Regions from separate parts of the Mus musculus genome. Here regions 2, 3 and 4 are each linked to region 1. Evidence: chromatin contacts called from public promoter capture Hi-C data. All regions are on one chromosome and are shown on one strand. The core of a region is the stretch at or near the end of the contact, and the rest is flanking DNA. Distances in the headings are between cores, read along the strand shown.

Evidence for each region. Promoter capture Hi-C pulls out the DNA fragments that hold promoters and counts their contacts.
Region 2: a promoter capture Hi-C map of embryonic stem cells shows a contact between it and region 1, with 4 times the contacts expected there. The contact joins the promoter of Sult6b2 here to the promoter of 5330439B14Rik in region 1. A contact is called at or near these places in 11 of 39 promoter capture datasets (the 3T3-L1 cell line, 3T3-L1-derived adipocytes, cranial neural crest and 7 more) and 1 of 9 other capture datasets (adipose tissue).
Region 3: a promoter capture Hi-C map of hippocampal neurons shows a contact between it and region 1, with 4 times the contacts expected there. The contact joins the promoter of Golt1b here to the promoter of 5330439B14Rik in region 1. A contact is called at or near these places in 2 of 39 promoter capture datasets (hippocampal neurons and liver).
Region 4: a contact with region 1 is called in a promoter capture Hi-C map of stem cell-derived epiblast-like cells, with 3 times the contacts expected there. The contact joins the promoter of Gys2 here to the promoter of 5330439B14Rik in region 1. A contact is called at or near these places in 8 of 39 promoter capture datasets (cranial neural crest, embryonic stem cells, hematopoietic stem and progenitor cells and 3 more) and 1 of 9 other capture datasets (adipose tissue).

Annotation. Positions count from the first base shown.
Region 1 is chr6:142,613,339-142,616,038 of GRCm38.p6, reverse strand. 5330439B14Rik (RIKEN cDNA 5330439B14 gene) reads right to left here and starts at 1,444. Exons shown (of 2, transcript NR_037679.1): 1 at 1,109-1,444. Abcc9 (ATP-binding cassette, sub-family C (CFTR/MRP), member 9) reads left to right here. Exons shown (of 40, transcript NM_011511.2): 31 at 1,523-1,625.
Region 2 is chr6:142,803,097-142,805,796 of GRCm38.p6, reverse strand. Sult6b2 (sulfotransferase family 6B, member 2) reads left to right here and starts at 1,331. Exons shown (of 6, transcript NM_001145390.1): 1 at 1,331-1,551. The coding sequence starts at 1,407.
Region 3 is chr6:142,385,984-142,388,683 of GRCm38.p6, reverse strand. Golt1b (golgi transport 1B) reads right to left here and starts at 1,441. Exons shown (of 5, transcript NM_025872.4): 1 at 1,315-1,441. The coding sequence starts at 1,339. Recql (RecQ protein-like) reads left to right here and starts at 1,597. Exons shown (of 15, transcript NM_023042.3): 1 at 1,597-1,662.
Region 4 is chr6:142,471,728-142,474,427 of GRCm38.p6, reverse strand. Gys2 (glycogen synthase 2) reads left to right here and starts at 1,319. Exons shown (of 17, transcript NM_145572.2): 1 at 1,319-1,747. The coding sequence starts at 1,627.

The DNA.
Region 1 (2,700 bases), core at 195-2,694:
TGTAGATCAGACACTGCTGTCTCACCAAATTATCTCTCTGGCTTGGCATACTAGAATGGTCAGATTGATTGGAGAGATACCAAGTATCTGCTTTATATTGGCCTGTATGGACTCTGATGGTGGGCCAAATGTACCCCGCCCAGGACTTCTTCGTTCTTTGATACAAGTGATGAGTTATTTAAAAGTTTTGCAATTTTACTGGAAGATTTTACAGGAATGGGGGGATTCTTTTAGCAAGTAGGGCTCACTAGTGAGTGGGTCAGTAATTCCTTACAAAATGACCTATAGATGGCTTATGTCAGAACAGCTGTGGCCACAGGGAGGAAAGAAGCTAACTCAGCTGGGTATGGCACCAACTTTCAAACCAGTTGCTTGTCAGCTCTGTTTTGTCTATTATTTAAGGAAAGTGATTACAAAGTCAGGATATGTTTGTTACGTAGAAGAGATATGTTTCTTTTTCTTTTTAGTGTGTATGTGTGAAATCATACCCAGGATGTTCAAGTGCTTAAGGGTCTTCTTAACTTTTAAAACAAACTTTCTATGGCATATATTCATTGTACATGGTAGTGCAAGGGGTTGGAAGTATAGGGTGAGACGTGCTCACACAGGACATACGCTTGTTGAAGGTTATTGCTAGTTCTGCTAGTAAAGTAAGCCACACAGAATTGTGTTTGATCATGTTGAGCAACAGGGATGAGCCTAAGTTTCCCATGGACATCTGATGTCTCTCCATCACCACGACTATTAGGGTGAGAAATCTCCCAACCCTAGAGGATGGAGGATTTTCTCTGATGCCACTCAGAGTATTTACAGTGCCTTGTTCACCCTCAAAACCCAGCTTCACCCCTAAAGCTATACCAAGACAATCTTTTCTGTGCTCTGGGAAGCCTGGCTTGACCCTTCCCTCTCCCCACCCTCTGTCTCTATTCAGATCACCCAAAGTAAATCTCCTTCGCTTTCACAGGGTCACTGCAAACAGACCCTGTGCTGTGCCAGCCATCTGTGAGAAGATCCCTCTATCTTCTGCTCCTTGGCACCCTACTTTCTTTCTTTGGTTAAAAAAAAAAAGAGCCAAAGAAAAAGAATATATTTGAAGGGATATATTTACCTGTTGTAAATGTATGGTTTTCTGTCTCCATTGGTTCTCATCCAGCCCAGCTCAACATCATTTGGAAAAATGAAATAAATGCCTCAAACACAGGTAGAACATACTGTGATTTCTGTAGCCCGGATGGCATAGGCCAAGTCTCACAACATTGGATCCATCAATACTGTGGTGACTTTTAATGAAGAGTTGTCATCGCAATGGCTTCTTTTCATAGCTGTAGCATGAAAATGGAGCAAACACTTGCCCTCTTGGACTCTATCCAGAACTCAGCAGAGCAACTCTGGAGTCCACTCGCCTGTCACGCATCCCATCCATGTGTCACTCTGTTACAAACCATTCAGTAGTTAACAGTGACTGGCTTTTTCTAATTCTCCTGTTAGGTGACTAACATTGTGGTGTCTTTGTTTTCTGTAGGCATGAAACCAGATTCAAGCAACGCATGCTGGAGCTGACAGACACGAACAACATTGCCTACTTATTTCTCTCAGCAGCCAACAGATGGCTGGAGGTCAGGACGGTACGTTCATTATGTTCCTTGTGCGATTTCGTAATGGAAACCAAACAGACAGGAGGCTTCGCGTGGAGAGGCAGATGTTTGGTGGAACTAGCCTTCTACGGAGAGTCAGGACCAGGCCTCCATTGACTGGACTTTAAAATAGATCAGGTTTGGTTTTGTTCCAAATGAAATTTATTTTCATGTTGTAGCTAATCACACACACACACACAAAAATGCCCCCAAAGCAAAAATCACTCTGTGTTCTCTATACCCTCCGAACTACCTAAGTTCACAGGATAGTAAATATTTATACAATGCCATTTTTTTTTTGTAAGACAAGTGACCAGGTACACTGATGTCCTTCACTGATCCAGACAAGCTTGTAAGGGAAGGTGGATTTTTTTGTTTTAAGCCAATGGAGGGTTACGTTAGTACAAAACTGTCAGCCACTAAGTCATCTACTGCTGTCTTCTCTCCTGTGTGACACACAGGAATAAGCACAGACTCTGGCACAGTATGGACTTCATGTCCCAGATTAAGTTCTTGCTGTGCCAGATCCCTCTTCACTTATAAAGTAAGAATAAGAACATGTACCTCATGGACGTGTCCCTAAAATAACAATGAAGGCGCCGGAATTGCCCTAGTATGCAAGTCTAGCTTGATTTGTTGCTGTGATAAAATATGCTATCAAAACACAAGTGAGGGAAGAAAGGGGCTTATCTCAGCTTACAATTCCTGCTTAGCCTCCCTCATTGTGGGAAGTCAAGGAAGAAACTTTAAAGAACTAGTCCTATCATAACCACCGTCAAGGGCAGAGGGAGAGAGAGAGAGGGAGAGGGAGAGAGGGGGGGGGGGGCAATACAATCTCACGCACTTGCTTCCTCTACTCTTACACCCCCTGCCTAGGGGGTGGCACTGCCCACAGTGGTATAGGACTTTCTACATCAATTAACTTAATGGACACAGTTTCCCACAGACATGCCCAAGGACTACCCAGTGTAGATAACCCCTCACTGGAACTCTCTAGCCAGGCGACTGTAGGGTTTGTCAAGTTAATCTAAGTCCCTGCTGTAGATTATTTGTATCTCCAACCAGA
Region 2 (2,700 bases), core at 82-2,581, 190 kb before region 1:
CATGTTGTACTGAGTACTGACTGTACATTTATTCATTTATGTTTATGTGTATATATAACAACAAAGTTAAAGAAGAGGAGAGTGTGAATTTTGGAGGGGAGGACCTACAAGGGGTAGGAGGGAGGAGGGGGAGGGGAGAAATGACTTAAAATAATTATATTTTAATTACGTAAAAATAAGTATCTAAAAGGGAGCCAATGGGTAGTTATGCAAAAATTAGCTATCAAAAATTAATCCTGCCAATAGTTTTATTTTTAAAAAGGACCTTGAATTTCCAATCCTCCTGCCTCCACCTGCTGGGTGCTGGGATTGTAGATCTGTACCACTATACATTGTGTCTGTGTGGCTGGGCATCCATTCCTGGCTTCCTACATGCTACGTAGCTGCACCAAGTGAGCAGCCCACCCTCAAGCTCTGCTTTCTGTTGGCTTGTCCTAGAACACAGCAAGCCAGGACACTTCATTGCTGTCCTCCGTTCATGTGTTTATTCTATTAGTGCATTCTCTGTCATCTCCTGTGTATATGATCTGTTACTATGTATATGTTTCTGTTACTGCCATGGGCATCTTTCTTCTTCAGATATTTTCCCTACAGTATAACCTCTATTTTTGACACTCGATTAAAATTTTGTCCATTTCTTCATTAATGTTCCTTCCATTGTCAGACAAGCCAAATTTTCAACTGAGTTTCATTGAAATAACTGAGCATTTCTTTACTATATCTAATTGAATCTGGAATATTGTAATATTACCAACCAAGACTAAAATTGAGTGAGATAAGAATTAACTTCCTTCTCTCTACAGATTCCTGTTTGCATGTGTTCTCAGGAAATCTCTTTTTAGTGTGGTATTCTGACTATCACTGTATTTCTTCTAAACTACAGCTCATAAAGGCTGTCGCAAGAGTATTTCCCAATTCCTGGAGACATTCTTATTTCCCTGTTGCTGTGTCCCCTCAAACTTTAAATACTGACTACTTCCTATACTGTAGAAACCCAATTTTCTTAATTACTTTCAGTGACATAATTCATTGTAGTGACTAAAGACTTTACCTATTTAGGACAAAGGATTTGATAGTGGTACAATCTTAACACAGTGATTACTCCTGGCTGCCTGGTAGTTTTCTATGCAAATGAGCCTGAACTGAGTGGAAGGACACATTTTGTAACCTGTGTTATCAGAAAAATTCAGATAACATGACTTTTATAATAGACATTGGCTCAGTTGTGGTTTAAAAATTATTCTTCTAGAGAGCTGCAAAAGGTATATATAGACACATGGAATATCAGCTTGGAGATACCAAGATTCCTCTGCCACTCTGCTGAGGTTGTGACCAAGGGCCAGGTTTGTCTGTGGCTTGTGGAGGGACTGTGCTGACTATACAGCCTCTAATAGGGTCAGTGGAAGATGTCATGCCAGAGTCAGCCAAGTCTCCTCCATAAGTACATGGGCATCTTCTTCTCTACCATGTCTTCAGAAGAACTCCTTGGTTCCTTGGACTCTTTTGATGCTAGAGAAGATGACATATTTCTGGTTTCCTACCCAAAATCTGGTGAGTTTCCCCCTAAAATGTACTAAAAGATACAGAGATGCAACAGTAAGAGGTATAGAAACATTGTTTCCATTTACTTAGTGTTCTATAAGATACAGAGATGCAACAGTAAGAGGTAGAAACATTGTTTCCATTTACTTAGTGTTCTATAAGATACAGAGATGCAACAGTAAGAGGTAGAAACATTGTTTCCATTTACTTAGTGTTCTATAAGATACAGAGATGCAACAGTAAGAGGTAGAAACATTGTTTCCATTTACTTAGTGTTCTATAAGATACAGAGATGCAACAGTAAGAGGTAGAAACATTGTTTCCATTTACTTAGTGTTCTATAAGATACAGAGAAGCAACAGTAATGGAAACATTGTTTTTGTTTCCATCTCAGACATTTTTTGGGGGTGGGGGGATGACTTTCAAGGATTTAGATTTCTTACTTTAAAAAGACTCAAGTGAAATGATTGAAGCTCTGCTAAAGTTTTCCTCTTCATTTGATTTATGAAGGTGCACAAATGTTGATATATCATATGAAATAAGCAAAATAGCTATGTGATAGATTCCCATTGTATCTTGCCCAGATCGTCCTGATGACTAAACAACCTTTGCTCAGCTCATACTTAATTGTCTATAACTTTTTTCATCTACACTAATAAGAGCCGTAAATACTTTCCCTGCTAAAGTTTTACTTCAGAATCGATTCGTACAGAGTTGTACACCCATGGGTGTCATTGAGTAAGTAATGCCACTCTGTACTTTCTTGGACTTAGTTCTATGATAATTTTGTTTGTTATGTAACATCCAGTTGCCTGCTACAATTTCCTTAGTAGTGGTCACATAGAGACGGTGGCTACAGTTAAGGTGTTCAACAACGAGCAGCCACGTCCAGTCAGTTATGCAGTGTAGTCACCAGTTAGATCGGGTCATCAGTGTGGGAAGAAGCAAAGTGCACAAAGGTCAGGGGTTTTGAGAACACACACACACACACACACACACACACACACACACACACACACACTCTGCTCAATTTCAATCCCAGAGAATCTGATGCCCTCTTCTGTAGACAGCAGGCACTCACAAGATACACACACACACACACATCTGCAGGCAAAACACTCCCACTAATAAAATAAATAAATCTAAGAAAGAAAGACC
Region 3 (2,700 bases), core at 192-2,691, 230 kb after region 1:
AAAAACTCATTTAAACAAGCAATTAAGATCACTCTTGTCTATATAACTACATGTTGCACTAAACTGAAACAGGTTCACAAGACTTAGTGACAGTAGGGAAAAAAGGGACACTTTTATTTCTGACTAGAACCAAAGGAGCCTGACTGGACCAATAGACAACACCCCTGGGCTAGAGAAGGTAGCTGTGCAGTCCACAGTAAGACAGAGGGGACTGCCAGGGTGTGGAGGGACTCATAAAGCACCTGTGACACTCCAGTGTGCCACAACTTGAATCTAAATCTTCAAACTCCACTTGAGAATAACTTCAAGGAAGGTTTTTGTTTCACTTCAGTGGGATGTTAGAATCTTGAAAAGCTAAGGTGAATATAGTTTGAAGAAACAAAGTTCATGGTAATGAGCAAAAGTGAGGCAAAAAGAGGTCATACCCATAAAGATATCTTTAAAAAGTAACCAGCTTGGGTAGAATTTATAAATAGAAAAATAATTAAGATTGATAAGAAAACATAGAAAAATGAAGTCACAGAGAAAACGATGGAGATAGGGATAACGCTCTGCTAGTCTGCAGAAACATTTGGCTGAGATGCTCTAATCTCTGGGGCTACAAAAAAAAAAAAAAAGGCAAGACTGAAGACTGCAAAGCTGGTCAGAATGATGAGATAGGCAGAAACAGGATGCTAAAATAGAACACGCCACGAAGTACAGAATACAACACTAATAAAGAAATCCTTTCCCAGTACAGACAGGCAGAGTCCTTCATGCTTGTAATCTCATAACTTTAGAGACCGGGGCAGGATTACAAGTGGGAAGGCTAGCACTGACACAATGAGCGCAAGGCCAGCCTCGTTAACCTACAGTGTGATCCTGGCTCCTAACCCAGAAATCTAAACCATCGAAGTCAATGCTCAGAGCACAAAGTGACTTTTTAACATTAGTAAACTTGGTTGAAACTTAAACGAGCGGAAAACCGAAGTCCTTGTTAAGGGAATTTTGGGTAGGTAGGTAACAGTGGAGTCTGATCACGGCTCTCTACGCCCCCAGCCCACCCCAGCCTTGCAGGCGCTCCGCGCGGGCGGACAGTCCCATTCCCGCCACCCCGGAAACTTGGTCCGACGGCTGTTCCGTGGGACAGAGCACGGGTGCCACCGGGGCGAAGGCGGCGGCGGCACTTGGGCCGAGGCAGGTCGGCGGTCCTCCCGTCACGGCCCCCTCCCTCCCGCGGGCCGCCGCCCCACGCGCGCTCGCTCCATTCATTGCGGGGCGGAGCAGAGGCTGAGGCGGGAGCACCGGCCAACGCTGGGGCCCGGCAGCGCTTACTCTGCGTATCCGTGAGGGAGATCATGGTGGCGGCGGCGAGGACCGCGGTGCTTCGGGGCCCACGCTGCGAAGCCTGGTCCGGAGAAGAGCCTCGGCGACGCCGCCCGGGCCCGAGCCGCCACGTCTTCCGGAAACACGCAGCCGCCGCCGCCGGGCCGCAAGGCCGCGCTCCATTGGCTGCAGCGAGACCAATAGCACGCGCTCTTGTTCGGATGTGCACCCGGACGCCGCACCACGCAGCCAATCAGAGAAGGCAATGGCTTGTGATTGGTGGAGGGGGCTGATCCGGAAGGGTGGGCGCTGCATGCCGGGCGGCGGGAAGGTTTTTACGCGCGGAGCGGCTGACAGGTTCGTGGTGGTGCCGGTTCCGGCGCGTGGGTCCGCGGCTGTCTGCTGGGCGGATAGGAGCTGGGCGTCGTCTCTGCCATCGCTTTCAGGAGCCCTGGTCGCCGCAGCTTGCGCTTCTGCCTCGTCTGTGGAGCCGGCGGGGTGGAGGGATGCGCTCAGGGTTAGCGTGCGTTTTCCTTCCGCACTGATGACAGTGGACCTGGTTCACGTTTTTTGACTGACAGACCTCTTTGTAACTTAGTTCTTGGATATATTTCGTGCTACGCTATGTTTTGCTGTGAAGTTGCCTAATTTAGGCAAGGGGTAGGTTATTGGCAGCAAAGTCCAAAAATATATATATATTTGAAGTAGTGGCAGGAAATGAACTTAGACCGAATCTCTCCTAAGCGAAGAGAAAGCGCCTGTTTTTAGGTTCCGGAAAAGGCATTTTTTTTTTTCTAGGCTGTTTACAAAAGTGAAGAGATTCAGGCTCTGCCATGATACAGGACCTTAGAGTCCATGGGCAGAATAGTATCAGTCTAGGAAGTGATAAGGAGATGTTCTCATACGTGAGGAAGGAGGAGTCTTGATTTAAACCCATCCTTAAATGTCCGTTAGTTTTGTCCTTACTCTTTAATCAGGGCTTATCTGTCTTAACAGCCATGCACAGGAAGGGTACAAATTCGATAAAGGAAACAGTTCAAGTGAGAATAGGCGGGTGCAGAATCTGTCTTTGGAGAGCACTCTTAGGTTTAGCAAATATAAAATTAAGCAATATATAACACACTTTCAAACGTTTGTTTTTTGCTTTTATGTAATGGTGACAGATTGTCATTGATTGAGCAAAAAAGTTGTTCACAACAGTTCATGAACACAATGAGGTCCTTGGCCCCTAACACAGAAAACTAAAACACCACCCCAAAAAAAAGCCTGTGTTCTGAGTACGAATGACTTTAAAATTAGCAAACTGTTGAAACTTAAATAGGCAGAAAACCTAAGTTCTTCCAAGGGAATTTTGGGCAGGTTACACGTCTACCCAAATAATTACTAAAAATACAA
Region 4 (2,700 bases), core at 70-2,569, 140 kb after region 1:
AGTTACTGCTGAATGATGTTGCTAAAAAAAACTAATAAAATTTTCTATACTGTATTAACAATTTAGTTTTTGTGAGAATTTTAAAAATTCTATTTTTAAATTTTTCTATTGTATTTCTTTTTTTTCTTTTCTTTTTGTTTTGTTTGTTTGTTTGTTTTGTTGTTGTTGTTTGTTTGTTTTTTGAGACAGGGTTTCTCTGTGTAGCCCTGGCTGTCCTGGAACTCACTTTGTAAACCAGGCTGGCCTCAAACTCAGAAATCCTCCTGCCACTGCCTCCCGAGTGCTGGGATTAAAGGTGTGCGCCACCACGCCCAGCTCCTCTATTGCATTTCTTTTGCAGGTGGTATGTGTGTGACTGCTTATGTGTACCACCACACATGCATGAAGGTCAGATGATGACATGCAGGAGCTGGCTATCTATTTCTGTCATGTGGGTCCCAGGATCAAATCCAGGTCATCAGGCTTGGCCGCAAGCTCTTCACCTGCTGCACCCTCTCGCTGGCCCGAATTCTTAAAATTCAAACAAGAAGAATACTTGGGACAATTATCATTTTCTGAAAGAAAAAAAAAAGGCCTATTAATGTAGGCATGTTGATAGCAAGCTAAACTTGTAAAGAACATGGTTAAAAATCAAGCATGCTTGTAGTTGTCTTTTGGGAATATTAGAGTGTGGAAGGTGGTGTTTGTCTGTATGGGCAAACACACAAGCACATACATAGTTGTACACTGACAAATACAGAAAAGGCGGTGCACGGCCTTTACTGATGATGTAATCATCATTATGGTGAAAGTTCAGATCCTAACCTCTTCTGCAACTTTCCCCCATATTTCAATACTTTCCTGAGCACTGAATTATGAAATACTATCAATCCCATAATACTTGACATTTAAAATCCATGAACGGAACTAAAATTCATTTCTCTTTAGCCATTAAGATAGGGATTGACAATCAACCAATCAACCAAAATGACACATTCTTTATGTGCTATGCAGAAAGACACCGTGGTTTATGCCTTTGTATACCAAAAAAGTACAGCATTTAAGGAGAATCGAGATCTGGCCTCTCACCACAATCCAGCTTGTACATTTAGAATAAAATAAGTGGGAATAAAACTCAGAGTTCTAGATAAGGAGAGGCAGAGGGAAGAGCACAGCTAGGCACAGGCTGGGGTAGACTCTAGGCACCACCGTGCAGTCTGTGGAAAACTGCTTGTGTCTGAGGGAAACTCCTGCTTGTGCTTCTGCCAATGACAAAATAAGCATCCAGAGAGTGTAGGAGTTTGGTCTAAAGGCCAAAGGCCAAAGGACTGGACTCTTGTCATGCTCAGTCTGTCCTCTGGCTACCTGCCCTGCTGTGAATAGTCAGGTTTCAGCTGCGATTTTTTGTTTTGTTTTGTCTTGTTTTTTTTGTTTTTGGGTGTCTGTGTGGATTATAACTGTGAGGCACTGCCCTCTCCTGAAAGGCAGCAAGGAGCTGGGCACGCTTCATCCAGCTGCGCTGGGTTCATGTGACCTCAGATTGCTGGCTCACCCTGTAGAGGCTATCCCAAGGCTGCTGCTTTTTCTCAGTGCTGACTGCAGTCAGCTGAATCAGGTCCCAAACGGCACCACACAGCTGGAAGAAGAATGCTCAGAGGCCGCTCCTTGTCGGTGACATCCCTTGGTGGGCTCCCTGTGTGGGAAGCTGAAAGACTCCCTGTGGAAGACTTACTGCTTTTTGAAGTTTCTTGGGAGGTGACCAACAAAGGTTTGTACTACTTGCAACACTGGCCATGGTGGGCCAGAGACATAGGGGACTCCAGTGGTGATGGGGCAGCATTGGCTCTGAAGGTGTCTGTAGGTCATAAAACTCTTTCCAACAGGCAATGAAAACATAAACTTATATGTGGGGTGAAGAGGGAGAGAATCCAAAAGGGTAGTGAGTGGCTGAATAGGCTTGTTAATGTTAGAAATGTAAATGAATGTCATGGCCAAGTAGGAATTTTTTAAAACTTTTTCTAATTTTGTATTAGGTATTTTCTTCATTTACATTTCAAATGTTATCCCGAAAGTCCCCTATACCCTCCCCCCACCCCTCTCCCCTACCCACCCACTCCCACTTCTTGGCCCTGGTGTTCCCCTATACTGGGGCATATAAAGTTTGCAAGACCAAGGGGCAAGTTATTGTTTTGTCTGAGCATTTTCCTTATAAATAAGAAGCAAATTAAGAAATTCTTTTCTTAGAGGAAAAGCTATATGTGGTCAGGACTAATCAGAAATGTTACCTCTTCATGCTATTAGTGTTTAATGCTTCTAAGAATTCAAGATAAGATTGAAGTTAGAGTTTCATTTAAATTGTGTTCTACTGAGAAATATTAAAATGAATCTTTCTCCAATGCTATGCATATATAGAAAATGTGCTTTTGAAAATGAAAGATGGATGAGGCAACCTAAGTGATTTTTCTAATAGAGGTATTTATAAGGCTATGTGAAAATCAACTCTTAGAGATTTATCTTCCAGTTTTAGGATGTTGACACATGAACTCACAGTTTAGTTATGGTTGGCCTGGAAAATTACAGATTCAAGTGCTGGGATTAAAAAGTGTGTGCCATTATGCTTGTTTTAAAAATCTCAAGGGAATATTAACAGGTGAATAGATTTCCTGAATTCTGCAAGATCATACAAAGCCTGTCAGAGAGATGAGGGGAGAGGGTAAATGA